Linked DNA regions of Mus musculus: regions 2 and 3 are each linked to region 1. A link is a contact called in public HiChIP or PLAC-seq data. All regions are on one chromosome and are shown on one strand. Each heading gives the region's core, a stretch centred on a gene start, on an enhancer-like site or on the middle of the called end of the contact. The rest is flanking DNA. Distances are from core to core; before and after follow the strand shown.

Region 1 (3,743 bases), core at 1,009-3,508:
TTGTTTAGAATGACTCCAACCTTGAGTTACCAATTTTAAGCTAACTTTCTGTTATAAGCAAAAATCTGTTGACCCCTTTAAGAATTGCTTGTGTAGATAATCAGCCTCTAGCAGGGCTTTTCCACCTCTACTTGACTCCCAACTGCAGTGCAGTGTAACTTATCAGTTTTTGCTATGCAAATTGAGACTGCCTTTGAAACAAGTTAAACTAAATCAAAGGATGGACATCCAGCAGATAAAGTTTTAAACATTTATATTTTTCAACATGAAACACAGAACAACACTCATTCAAACAACAAAACAAAAACAAACATAAATTGACAGACATATGGACAATTTGGTGCACCAAGAACAGACAATAGACAGGGATTAGAACTTGATGTCTCAAAGGGACCCAGATATCCTAACCAGAACTAAGAATATCTCCATAGGAGACAGAGAGGAAGCAAGGCGTCTCCCGATTTCCTCCTGTCCCTAGGAGAGCTCTAAAATAGCTTATTTCCATTTTTCTTCTCTTTTGCTAAAAGGTCCCGAACAGGGGATAACTGCTTTTCTGAAACCTAGTCTCTCTATCTTTTTCTCTCTCATGTTCAAAGTCTAATTCTTTATCTCCTTCTTCTGGGAATTCTGCCAGCAAAGGGTGAGGAGTCACAGTGGTAGCTTCTGATAGTTGCTGCCCAGTGCCCTGCTTTTCTAACTCTCCTAATTACTCCTCAAACTTGTCAAATTCTTTCATATATATATGAATACACACACACACACACATATCATTCCTACTTCTGGGAATTAAGAACAACGTAAATGTAAGAATTTTTCTAACACCTGTTATTATGTTTTTGTAGTTTTGTGTTTTACTCTTTATTTATTTTATTTTATTTTAAACCCTATTCCTCCCACCTAGAGCAGCTCTTGGCTGTGAACAAATTTTCTTAACCCATGTTCCTCGTGTCTTGAGGGATTCCTTGAGATCCTGTTAAAAACAATTCATGTCTACTTAATGTGTGTCCCATATTCTAGCCACTCTTCCTACCTTTCTCGGGTTTACTGTCGATGGAGTCCCCCATGCCCATTTCTCATCTCCTGTATCTACTCTCAGGCATTCCTTTACTAAGGACCACAAAGTAAAAGCTTCAATGGGCACCTTTTCAGGACCATGAGCAGCCTAAAAGCTTCTAATTCGCTCACCAATTTTATTCCATGTTTCCACATTAATAGTACCATCCCTAGGATGGTAGGCCTGGTCAGAGTCCCTCATTAACTTGTACCATGAAGCTTGGCCACAGGACAGCAGTAGATCCTCTATTTGGGGGATTCAAGAGATCAAATGACTCAGACAGCTGGGGCATTACTAGCTCTGCACTGCCACCCCAGGGACAGACAGAGCCCTAGTATGGGAAATATTTATTTTAGGAGAATTTATTTGTCTCCAAGAGAACTTACTGTTCCTCTTACAAAGAACAGGGTATTTTGTGTACATAATTTGTTACACACTCGTTGCCCACTGCTGCAATCTCTACCTAAGTTGATAAGTCCTGCAGAGTAACTTCAGTCAATGTCAAATGGTAACAACAACTAAATCAAACAGTAGCCATGAATTTGAAAGCACTGTGTATTTAATGCAAGGTAAATGAAAAAGAAATGAAATAACATCTGATTGGCTCTCCCGGAAGACCCGCCCCCTTCTCATCCCGCCGCCCGCCCCCCTCGGCACGCCCACAGCGGAGGACGGAACTGAGCGCACAGGCGCGGTGCTGCCTCTCTCAGCTGGTTTCCCGCCCTCCTTCCTTCCCTCCCAGTCCTCTCGCCCCTCCTCAGGCCCGAGCATCTTCCTCCTTCTGGCGCCATCCTTAGCTGAGCTTTCGCCAGGGAACGTCTTCCTAGTCCCTCAGGCAGCGGTGCGGGCGCGACCCTGCTCCACGCTCGCGGTTCCCGGGGAGGAGCATACCACCAGAGCACGGGGGGAGCCGCCCTGCCAACCGCGCCTCGGCGACCCCGTGGGGCTGAGTCGACGTCACACCAGAGCACGGGGGAGCCGGCCGCCCTGCCTCCCGCGCCTCGGCGACCCCGTGGGGCTGAGGCGACGTCACACCAGAGCACGGGGGGAGCCGGCGGTCCTGCCGCCTGCGCCTCGACGACCCCGCGGGGCTGAGGCGACGCCACACCCCGCAGCCTGAGCGCACAGCGGCCTTGACCCAGAACTCGGAGCCGCGAGCGCCGCCCCCACCCATCCGGACCACGGTCAAGGCCGAGACCGAGGAGCGGAGCCTGGACAACTTCTTCGCCAAGAGGGACAAGAAAAAGAAGGAACGGAGCAGTCGGGCGGCCAACGTTGCGAGCGGCACTGACGGGAGCAGCGCGGCGGCGGGCTCCAGGCCGGGCGATGGCCGGAGCTCGGTCTCAGGTGCCAGGTCGGGCGACTTAGGGAGCTCGGGCTCTGGTGCTAGGTCCAGAGACAGCGGGAGCGCGGGCCCGGCCGACAAGGCCATAACGAAGGATGAAAATGAGTGGAAAGAATTTGAGCACATAGAGGTTGATTACAGTGGATTAAGAGTTCAGGCAATGCAAATAAGTGAAAAGCAAGATGATGATAATGAGAAGAGAGAAGATCCAGGAGATAATTGGGAAGAAGGTAGAGGTGGCAGTGGAGCAGAAAAATCTCCAGGTCCCTGGAATAAAACCGTTCTGGTACAAGCGCCTCCTGCTCCAGTAACAGTTACAGAAACCCCGGGGCCAGCAATGCCCAGTGGTGTATTTAGGCCTCCTGAGGCAAGGCTAACCACAACAAGGAAAACACCACAAGGACCACCGGAAATATACAGTGACACACAGTTCCCATCCCTGCAGTCCACTGACAAGCATGTAGAGAGCCGGAAGGATAAAGAAATGGAGAAGAGCTTTGAAGTAGTAAGACACAAAAATAGAGATAGGGAGGAGGTTTCAAAAAACCAGGCCCTTAAACTTCAGCTAGACAACCAGTATGCTGTGCTTGAGAATCAGAAGTACAGCCACACACAGTATAGGTAAGGAATGGTCTTTGCTAAGCCTACGAAGGTAATTAGACCACAGCTAACCACCAAGAACAGCCATTCATCGTTTTGATTTATGGATCTACAGTGACTGACTGAAGACCTCAAAGTCCAGTGACTGTCCCTGTTGCATTATGGAAGTTCAAGAGTCACAACTGATCTTGATGTGTGTTGGATTTAGGGGTGTTTCATTGTCTTAAGTATTTGTGAATTAGATTCAACAGTGTTTCCATATTTGCTCTGTGTATAAAACCAAACCTGCAGCAAGTGGCCATTCAAACATCTTTACGTTCAGATACTGAGCCTTCGCAAGGTTGACTACCTCAGATTTGCTGCCCTTAGTTATAGATTTCATTTGGATCACATCTTCAACATAAGGTTACAGCTACTAGTGCCTGTGTGAACCTTGAAATCAACTCTACTGGATTCCTGTCAGAAAGCCTTCAGAAGTCAGACATCTGGGTTCTGATCTGCTGTAAATGATGAAGAGGTAAGTGACCTTAATTAACCTGTTCTGTGCCTCATCCTAAGGCAAACTCTGTAGGCTTTGCCTATGTTAGACTCCCTGGAACAAGCCACTGTCAGAAATGATGTGTTTGGATCATCTGTGTGGGGCTTATGATTTATAATTTAAGTTTTTAGTTGTATGAGATAACTGTGGATTTAATTCAACCAAACTTGGGTCCACCAAATGGGGAGTGGGTGGGGGGTAGACTT
Region 2 (3,524 bases), core at 337-2,836, 930 kb after region 1:
TGTTTAATGAATGCTACAACGTTGAGCCAGAGGATTCTCCCTCCCATCTGTCTATGCTTTTGACCATTATACGCAGCTATCTTGCTTGAGGACATTGTGGCAGTTTTGCATAATTCATAAATTGTTTTGATGGTTATCCCAGTGGTGACTTATCTTATTTCTTTTTTTTTTAAGATTTACTTATGTATTATATGTAAGTACACTGTAGCTGTCTTTGGACACTCCAAAAGAGGGTATCAGATCTCATTATGGATGGTTGTGAGCCACCATGTGGTTGCTGGGATTTGAACTCAGGATCTTTGGAAGAGCAGTTAGAGCGCTTAACTGTTGAGCCATCTCACCAGCCACCCTTATTGTTTCTTTAACGTTCTAAGTCACTTTCCTACATATAATATAAAAAGAATAATTGAGTAGGCCACACTATTCTTAGTATAAAACTGTTAAGTGTATTTATGTTTGTATGTATGTGTTTTTGTTTGCTTGTTTGTTTGTTTTTGTACTGGGCCATCTATAAATTAATAGATTTACATGTTTACTGAAGATCTCTATTTTGTTTCCTTTTCACAATGAGGATTATAGGAAATGTAATACAAACAAATAATAATGTTGAAAATTTTTTCTTTCTTTTTTTGTGGTTTTGATTTTTTTTTTTTTTTTTGAGATAGTTTCTGGGACTCTGCCTTCTGGGTGCTGTAATTAGAAACCATGCACCATGGCTGACCACCCAGCTATTAAATGTCTATTATGTATGAATATATATATGGTTATATGTTTTATTGTTGTTTTCATAATACATGTCGACATAAAAGCCAGAGTACTCGTCTTAAAGGGACCATATCTTAAAGGGAGATGATTAATATGAGTTTTTATTTTTATTTTTTTTTGCAATTTGGTCAACAAATATTGAGTACTGTGCCCTTGCCTCGTAGCTCTATGTCAAAATATGGCTCTATGTCAAAATACATGATAAACAAAACAGCAATCGGCCTTGGGCAAGGAGTTTCTAAAACAGCTCCGCTGCATGGTTCTATTTTGCCGGTTTTTTTTTTTTTAATCCACCTATTGATTTTGAGGATTATATTCTAGCCTAAGGAATCGATTTAGACCCAAATAGTTGGTTCTGATCTAACGACAGCAAAGTCTAGGCGCCACTGGGGCACTGTTGTATCTCCTAACAGCTAATCCCAAATAAAGACTCCAGGTGTTTGGGTCCAAGCTGACTCCCTCCCCCCTCCCTCCCCCCCCCACCCCCCACCCCCCATGGTAAACTTCCTAAGGTTGACTGGGGTCCTTGGATGGAGAACCTCCAAACGAATGGACAGCATATCCACCAGAGGGTGCTGTGAGGACAGGTCTGTGGTGGGAGGGGAGCTCGCCCAGTGACCCTCAAACCCAGGTAGGCTTTATTAGTTGGTTTTTCTTTCTTCTTCATGTTTCCTTCCTACCCGCTAAAACCGTCGTTACCCCTCCCCCCACTCAGGGTCTCGTTTTGAAGATAGTGATTCGACTTTCGCCGCGACTACAGCAGAGCTGTGTTCCAGAGGAAGTGTTATCTCTGTCGCGGCTGGAGACGTCCTGTCCCTGGACCGCCCGGGGCGCAGGCGGTGGGTGGGTGGGGACCTCCGAGGCCGCAGCTCGCCGTTGCGCCGCAGGGGCCGCGAAAGGGTTAACCCGGCGGGGGGGGGGGGTGCGAGAGGAGGGAGGGGGCGCGGGCCGCGCGTGCGCTCTGCCGCCCTCCATTGTCTCCACAGCGGCGAGGAGCGCCGGCGAACGCAGCCCGGGACGGAGCAGGGCGGCGCGGCTGGCTGGCGGGGCCGGCGGCGGCTGGAGCCGGAGCACGACGCCACGCGACCGCGGCTTCCAGAGCTCCGCCTGGCTACCCCACCGCCGCGAGCCCTCCCGAAGCCTGGAGGAGTGAGGGCCGCCGGCGCGGGCTGTGGAGTCCTGAGACGGGGGACGCGAACGGCGCGGCGCCTCCCTCCCTTCGCTGCGGCTCCTTAGGCTCCTGAGCCCGGGGGGCGGCCTGTGGCGCGAGGCGCCGGCTCTGGACCCCGCTTCTTCGGACCTGGGCTCCGGAGCCTCGCTGGCGGATGCTCTACCTCTGCACATCGCACCCAGGTGGTTCAGCTCGCACCTAATATGAGTTTTTAAATAAAACATTTTCAAATCTGCTTTTAGGGTAAGATATACATACTCCCACTGTACTGGTCTAGATGCTATCTCTTTGATCCTTATCCCACTTCTGGCCTGTATTGCTTGAGGATATACATTAACTTGTCCCATATTTCTTGAGGACCTACATTAACTTTAAGAGATGGTTGCACCTTCTGTAGGATATGATCTTCCTGTGCACTCCCTTGAAATACTAAACTCTATTCCAAAGATTAAAAGGATGATTTATGCCTGTGCTTTCGTATACATATCACATATATGGCAATAGACATATGAATATGAACGCTTTGAAGATGTTTATGTGATTTTCTTACTACTTCTGCCTCTTTAAAGTCAAACGAATGCGCTTTTCAAGAACTATGTAAGAGATAACTCTAAATAACTTTTTAAATTATTATTTAAGAACCTACTTTAAGGCTTATACAGATATTTTAGAGTTTACAGATGATTAATATATTGCAACATAATGATATATTTTTAAAAATTAGTTATCCTTGTTATTAGCTTAAAAATGAATAATTAAGTCAAACTCTATCCTGATCTGGATGTCTTATCATATTTTGTTACCTCTTAAGTACAATAAAAGTAAATGCTGTTTCTAACAACAAAACTCCATGTCCTCTTACACTGCATAATGGCTTAAATTTTAACACATACTTAATTTAAATTTGGTCACAAAACTACTAATGTATTTTAACTACTTATAACAGATATCTAAAACACTATGTTTTATGTGTTTTAGATAAAGCCTCTTGGTCTTCCATTTTTAATTAACTCATTAAAATTGTTTTCTAAATTTCATGATAACAAGAAGAATGAAGTATATTGTAAAAAATTATTTAAACTGGATATATTTGTTAATAAGTTAAAAATAATAAAGAGTTTCTGGTTTCCATCTGCTCCTGGAGCTGACCCTGTGCCACAGCTCTCCAAACCCAAATTCCTCTGGGAGAAAGCTGGTCTTCCAGGAGTGCTGACACACCTGAGAGCACAGGTAAGACCACCACTTCTGCTCAAATACCCAGCCCAAGAGGACCCTCCTAGAGCCCTCAGGACACAGGAACCAAGAAGCAGCCTGGGACCAGATCCTTCTAGAATCTATCTGCACTCGGAGCTGACCTTGTGCCACAGCTCTCCATACCCAAATCCCACCATAAGAGAACTGGTCTCCCAAGAGTGCTGACACACAGGCTTACAGGAGGGACAAGCCACAGTCAGAGACAGAAAGACCAGAAAACACCACAGAAAACCAGATGGCAAGAGGCAGGCACAAGAATATAAGCAACAGAAACCAAGGCTACTTGGCATCATTAGAACCCAGTTCTCCCACTACAGCAAGCCTTGGATACCCC
Region 3 (3,573 bases), core at 957-3,456, 990 kb before region 1:
TTGGCTTTTCAAGACAAGGTTTCTCTGTATAGCCCTGGCTGCCGTGGAACTCACTCTGTAGTACAGGCATGCCTTGAACTCAGAAATCTGCCTACCTCTGCCTCCCAAGTGCTGGGATTAAAGGCGTGTGTCACCACTGCCCAGCCTATATTTTTATATCATACTTTAAACTTTACTTTATCATAATTTTGATGTATAGATTATCGCCGCATATTAAGTTGTGATTTTTTTAATCTCCTTGGGGATTGGTTTTTCTTCATGTACACACAAATTCTTTGCAGAGTCCTGTAAGTACATGAACAGAGCTTCTTCCAGAAAAACATCCAGTCATTTTTATTATCCAGTTAGTAGGTCTGTATTTTATTAGGGGCTATAAAAGTTTTTAAAATGTACTCATTTATTGGTCTATAAAGTATTATAAGGAAATGAATAATTATAATTTTATTTTGTAATTTGATATCTATATCTGTTAAGGTTTGATGAGCTCATTCTACAATAGGATGTCCCTGTGTATTATAGGGGATGTCAGGGGAATATGAGAAACTAAGAGTCAAACATGAATTTTAATATGCCTTTTAAGTTTAAACAATGGTATTTTCTGATTTGAGCCCTTGGCATTATAAACTAATGAAACAAATACTGTATCATATCTTTGAAAGTTTCCCCAGGTTAGGCCAAGGCATAAATAACAATGAGAATGAAGCGTACATACATACAGGAATAAAAGCAAACTTTCCAAAAGACAGGACATGTGTAACATTTGTCTGTTTTAAATTACAGGGATATAGGCTCATCAGGGGTTAAATACCCAAGCTGAGCTAACAGCTTTGCAGGAATGCAGGAGCAGTTTCTCTGAGTGCAATGGTGATTTGTAATGTAAGATCTTGCTAAGTTACCTTCATAGGAAAAGCAACAAGCTTTTGTTAAGAAATTAAATTAATCCTTACCTTCATGTATATGACCAAGAAGCATAGAATGAACTTGAACATGCCCATTAGAGGAAAGGCAATTTCTAAATTGAAGCAAGACTTGTAATTCTGAAAGGTGGGGATAAAATAGTAAAATACCTGTTATACAGTTTTTAAAAGGGGGCTTGTCCTTCATATATAAAAGACAATGTATCTCAGCTACATCATGGTCAGGAGTCATAGTGGAAGAGTAGTCTGGAGTATTTGTGGTACCACCTTAAGCTGAAGTTGCTGTGCCTTACTCCCAGAACATTCAGCAGCCGGTCCTTTCAACTTCAAGGTCAGAGCAGCTGTTGGGCTGGGAAATGGGCAGGAGAACAGGGGTGTGGGCAGGGGTGTATTTTCTCCTGCCACTCTCACAATTCTGTCATGGATATCTTACCATTTTGGGGAAGTTTGAGATACTATGAACCTGGGGTTTTTGGTGATGTTTTAATTAATTTTATAATTTCCAGAATTTTTTCTAAAATATCCTCTTAGATCCGTGGCAGTATCTGTAGTTTGTACACAGGAATTCTCTATGCTAAAGCCTCAATAAAGCTCCTTGAACTCAAATTCTCCCATGTTTCCTAACTCCCCTGTTTCTCTGTTTGCTACTTCATTTCCCTTTTAACAGGGGACTGAATAGACATCCCAAGAGAGCATTTTAGATATTAGTCATATGAGGGACCATTGCAGATTTGATTGAATTAGAAAATGTAGGTTATAAAGCACCATCATATGACTGTAAATACTAACATTTACTGAATAAAGTTACACTCTCCATTAATTTCTCCATTAATATACTAAGGTATATGCAGGCTTTGATCTAAATACACCATTCAGAATATGTCTTCACAGGCTTAGATATTAATATTACATCTTAGGTTTGAATGAAAATGAAAACAAGATTGCTGCAAATTATGACTGAGAAGAACATATATTGTAGGTTCTGTTAACCCAGGGTATCACCAGAGAAAAACCAATTCCACCATATGGCAAGCTTTATTAATATTTATATCCTGACTAAGATATGGACTTTCCTCACATGATACAGGGGGTTGTATAGGGTATTGTAATTTCCTATGAGGCTTTATTAGTTTCCTAAGACTTGCAGCCTGCAGCATTCCAAGAAGTTACCTGTTCTTCTGCTGGTGGTGCTTAGAGGTTAATTTTTGGCATTTCAGTCTGAGGGAGAAAGCAGTCTGAGTTCTCTGGTTGGATCCAGAATCAGGAGCCAAGAAAGCACCTAGGCAACAATGTCTGCATTGATATGTTAATAGGCACCCCAGTTAGCTTTTCCTCCTGAATTTCTTTAAATACTTCCAAAGTTCAGCCCAGCATGCTTTGAGAGAATGATAGCAGGCTAAAATATTTTTATATGTAGACAACTTCCTGTAGATTAAGACAGAATTAGATAGCATTTTTAAACAATTTTGATTGCTCACTTACATGAGGAAAAATGGCTCCTTAGTTCATGAAAAGCACTCTGCCTATGCACATTCATGTTTTGTTGAATTCTGCAATGTGGACTTCTTGCAGATGTGGGAATGCTTAGACCCTGCACTCAGGGTCTTTTTCAGAGACCTCTTGTTGGAGAAGATCAACTGTCTGCATTCTTTTTTTTTCATTTTTTATTAGATATTTTCTTCATTTACATTTCAAATGCTATCCTGAAAGTCCCTTTTACCCTCCCCCTGCCGTGCTCCCCTACCCACCCATTCCCACTTCTTGGCCCTGATGTTCCCCTGTACTGGGACATATAAAGTTTGCAAGACCAAGGGGCCTCTCTTCCCAATGATGGCAGACTGGGCCATCTTCTGCTACATATGCAGCTAGAGACACGAGCTCAGGGGGGTACTGGTTAGTTCACGTTGTTGTTCCACGTATAGGTTGCAGACCCCTTCAGTTCCTTGGGTTCTATCTCTTCCTCCTCCATTGGGGGCCCTGTGTTCCATCCAATAGATGACTGTGAGCATCCACTTCTATATTTGCCAGGCACTGACATAGCCTCACAAGAGACAGCTATATCAGGGTCCTTTCAGCAAAATCTTGCTGGTGTATGCAATAGTGTCTGCTTTTGGTGGCTGATTATGGGATGGATCCCCAGGTGGAGCAGTCTCTGGATGGTCCTTCCTTTACTCTCAGCTCCAAACTCTTTCTCTTTAACTCCTTCCACGGGTATTATGTTTCCTATTCTAAGACGGAATGAAGTATCCACACATTGGTCTTTCTTCTTAATTTTCTTGCGTTTTGCAAATTGTATCTTGGGTACTCTAAGTTTCTGGGCTAATATTCACTTATCAGTGAGTGCATATCAAGTGAGTTCTTTTGTGATTGGGTTACCTCTCAGGATGATCTCCTCCAGATACATATATTTACCTAAGAATTTCATAAATTCATTGTTTTTAATAGCTGAGTAGTACTCCATCATGTAAATGTACCACATTTTCTGTATCCATTCCTCTGTTGAGGGACATCTGGGTTCTTTCCAGCTTCTGGCTAAAATAAATAAGGCTGCTATGAACATAGTGGAGCATGTGTCCTTTTTACCAGTTGGAACATCTTCTGGGTATATGCCCAGGAGAGGTACTGCTGGATCTTCTGGTAGTACTATGTACAATTT

The links. HiChIP or PLAC-seq counts read pairs in DNA pulled down with a chosen protein or histone mark.
Region 2: an H3K4me3 HiChIP or PLAC-seq map of embryonic stem cells shows a contact between it and region 1, with 18 times the contacts expected there. The contact joins two enhancer-like sites. A contact is called at or near these places in 1 of 15 datasets of contacts at CTCF or cohesin (large pre-B cells), 1 of 484 Hi-C or Micro-C datasets (bone marrow-derived macrophages) and 9 of 115 datasets of contacts at active chromatin or transcription factors (acute myeloid leukemia, bone marrow-derived dendritic cells, embryonic limb bud and 2 more).
Region 3: a contact with region 1 is called in an H3K4me3 HiChIP or PLAC-seq map of embryonic stem cells, with 11 times the contacts expected there. The contact joins two enhancer-like sites. A contact is called at or near these places in 3 of 15 datasets of contacts at CTCF or cohesin (embryonic stem cells and stem cell-derived epiblast-like cells), 1 of 484 Hi-C or Micro-C datasets (embryonic stem cells), 12 of 115 datasets of contacts at active chromatin or transcription factors (cardiomyocytes, embryonic stem cells, pancreatic cancer cells and 3 more) and 3 of 9 other capture datasets (embryonic tail, embryonic trunk and macrophages).

Annotation. Positions count from the first base shown.
Region 1 is chr4:146,473,088-146,476,830 of GRCm38.p6, forward strand. It overlaps the pseudogene Vmn2r-ps16 and the pseudogene Gm13241. Among named protein-coding and RNA genes, the nearest start is that of Zfp992, 26 kb to the left of the region's middle. Within about 2 kb of position 2,259, at least 13 of the 459 cell types and tissues checked have an H3K27ac peak or open chromatin away from gene starts, as enhancers often do. A contact at or near this core is called in embryonic stem cells, where this site is marked.
Region 2 is chr4:147,405,460-147,408,983 of GRCm38.p6, forward strand. No RefSeq gene overlaps it. Among named protein-coding and RNA genes, the nearest start is that of Gm46898, 4.5 kb to the right of the region's middle. Within about 2 kb of position 1,587, at least 77 of the 459 cell types and tissues checked have an H3K27ac peak or open chromatin away from gene starts, as enhancers often do. A contact at or near this core is called in embryonic stem cells, where this site is marked.
Region 3 is chr4:145,487,380-145,490,952 of GRCm38.p6, forward strand. No RefSeq gene overlaps it. Among named protein-coding and RNA genes, the nearest start is that of Zfp990, 22 kb to the right of the region's middle. Within about 2 kb of position 2,207, at least 1 of the 459 cell types and tissues checked has an H3K27ac peak or open chromatin away from gene starts, as enhancers often do. A contact at or near this core is called in embryonic stem cells, where this site is marked.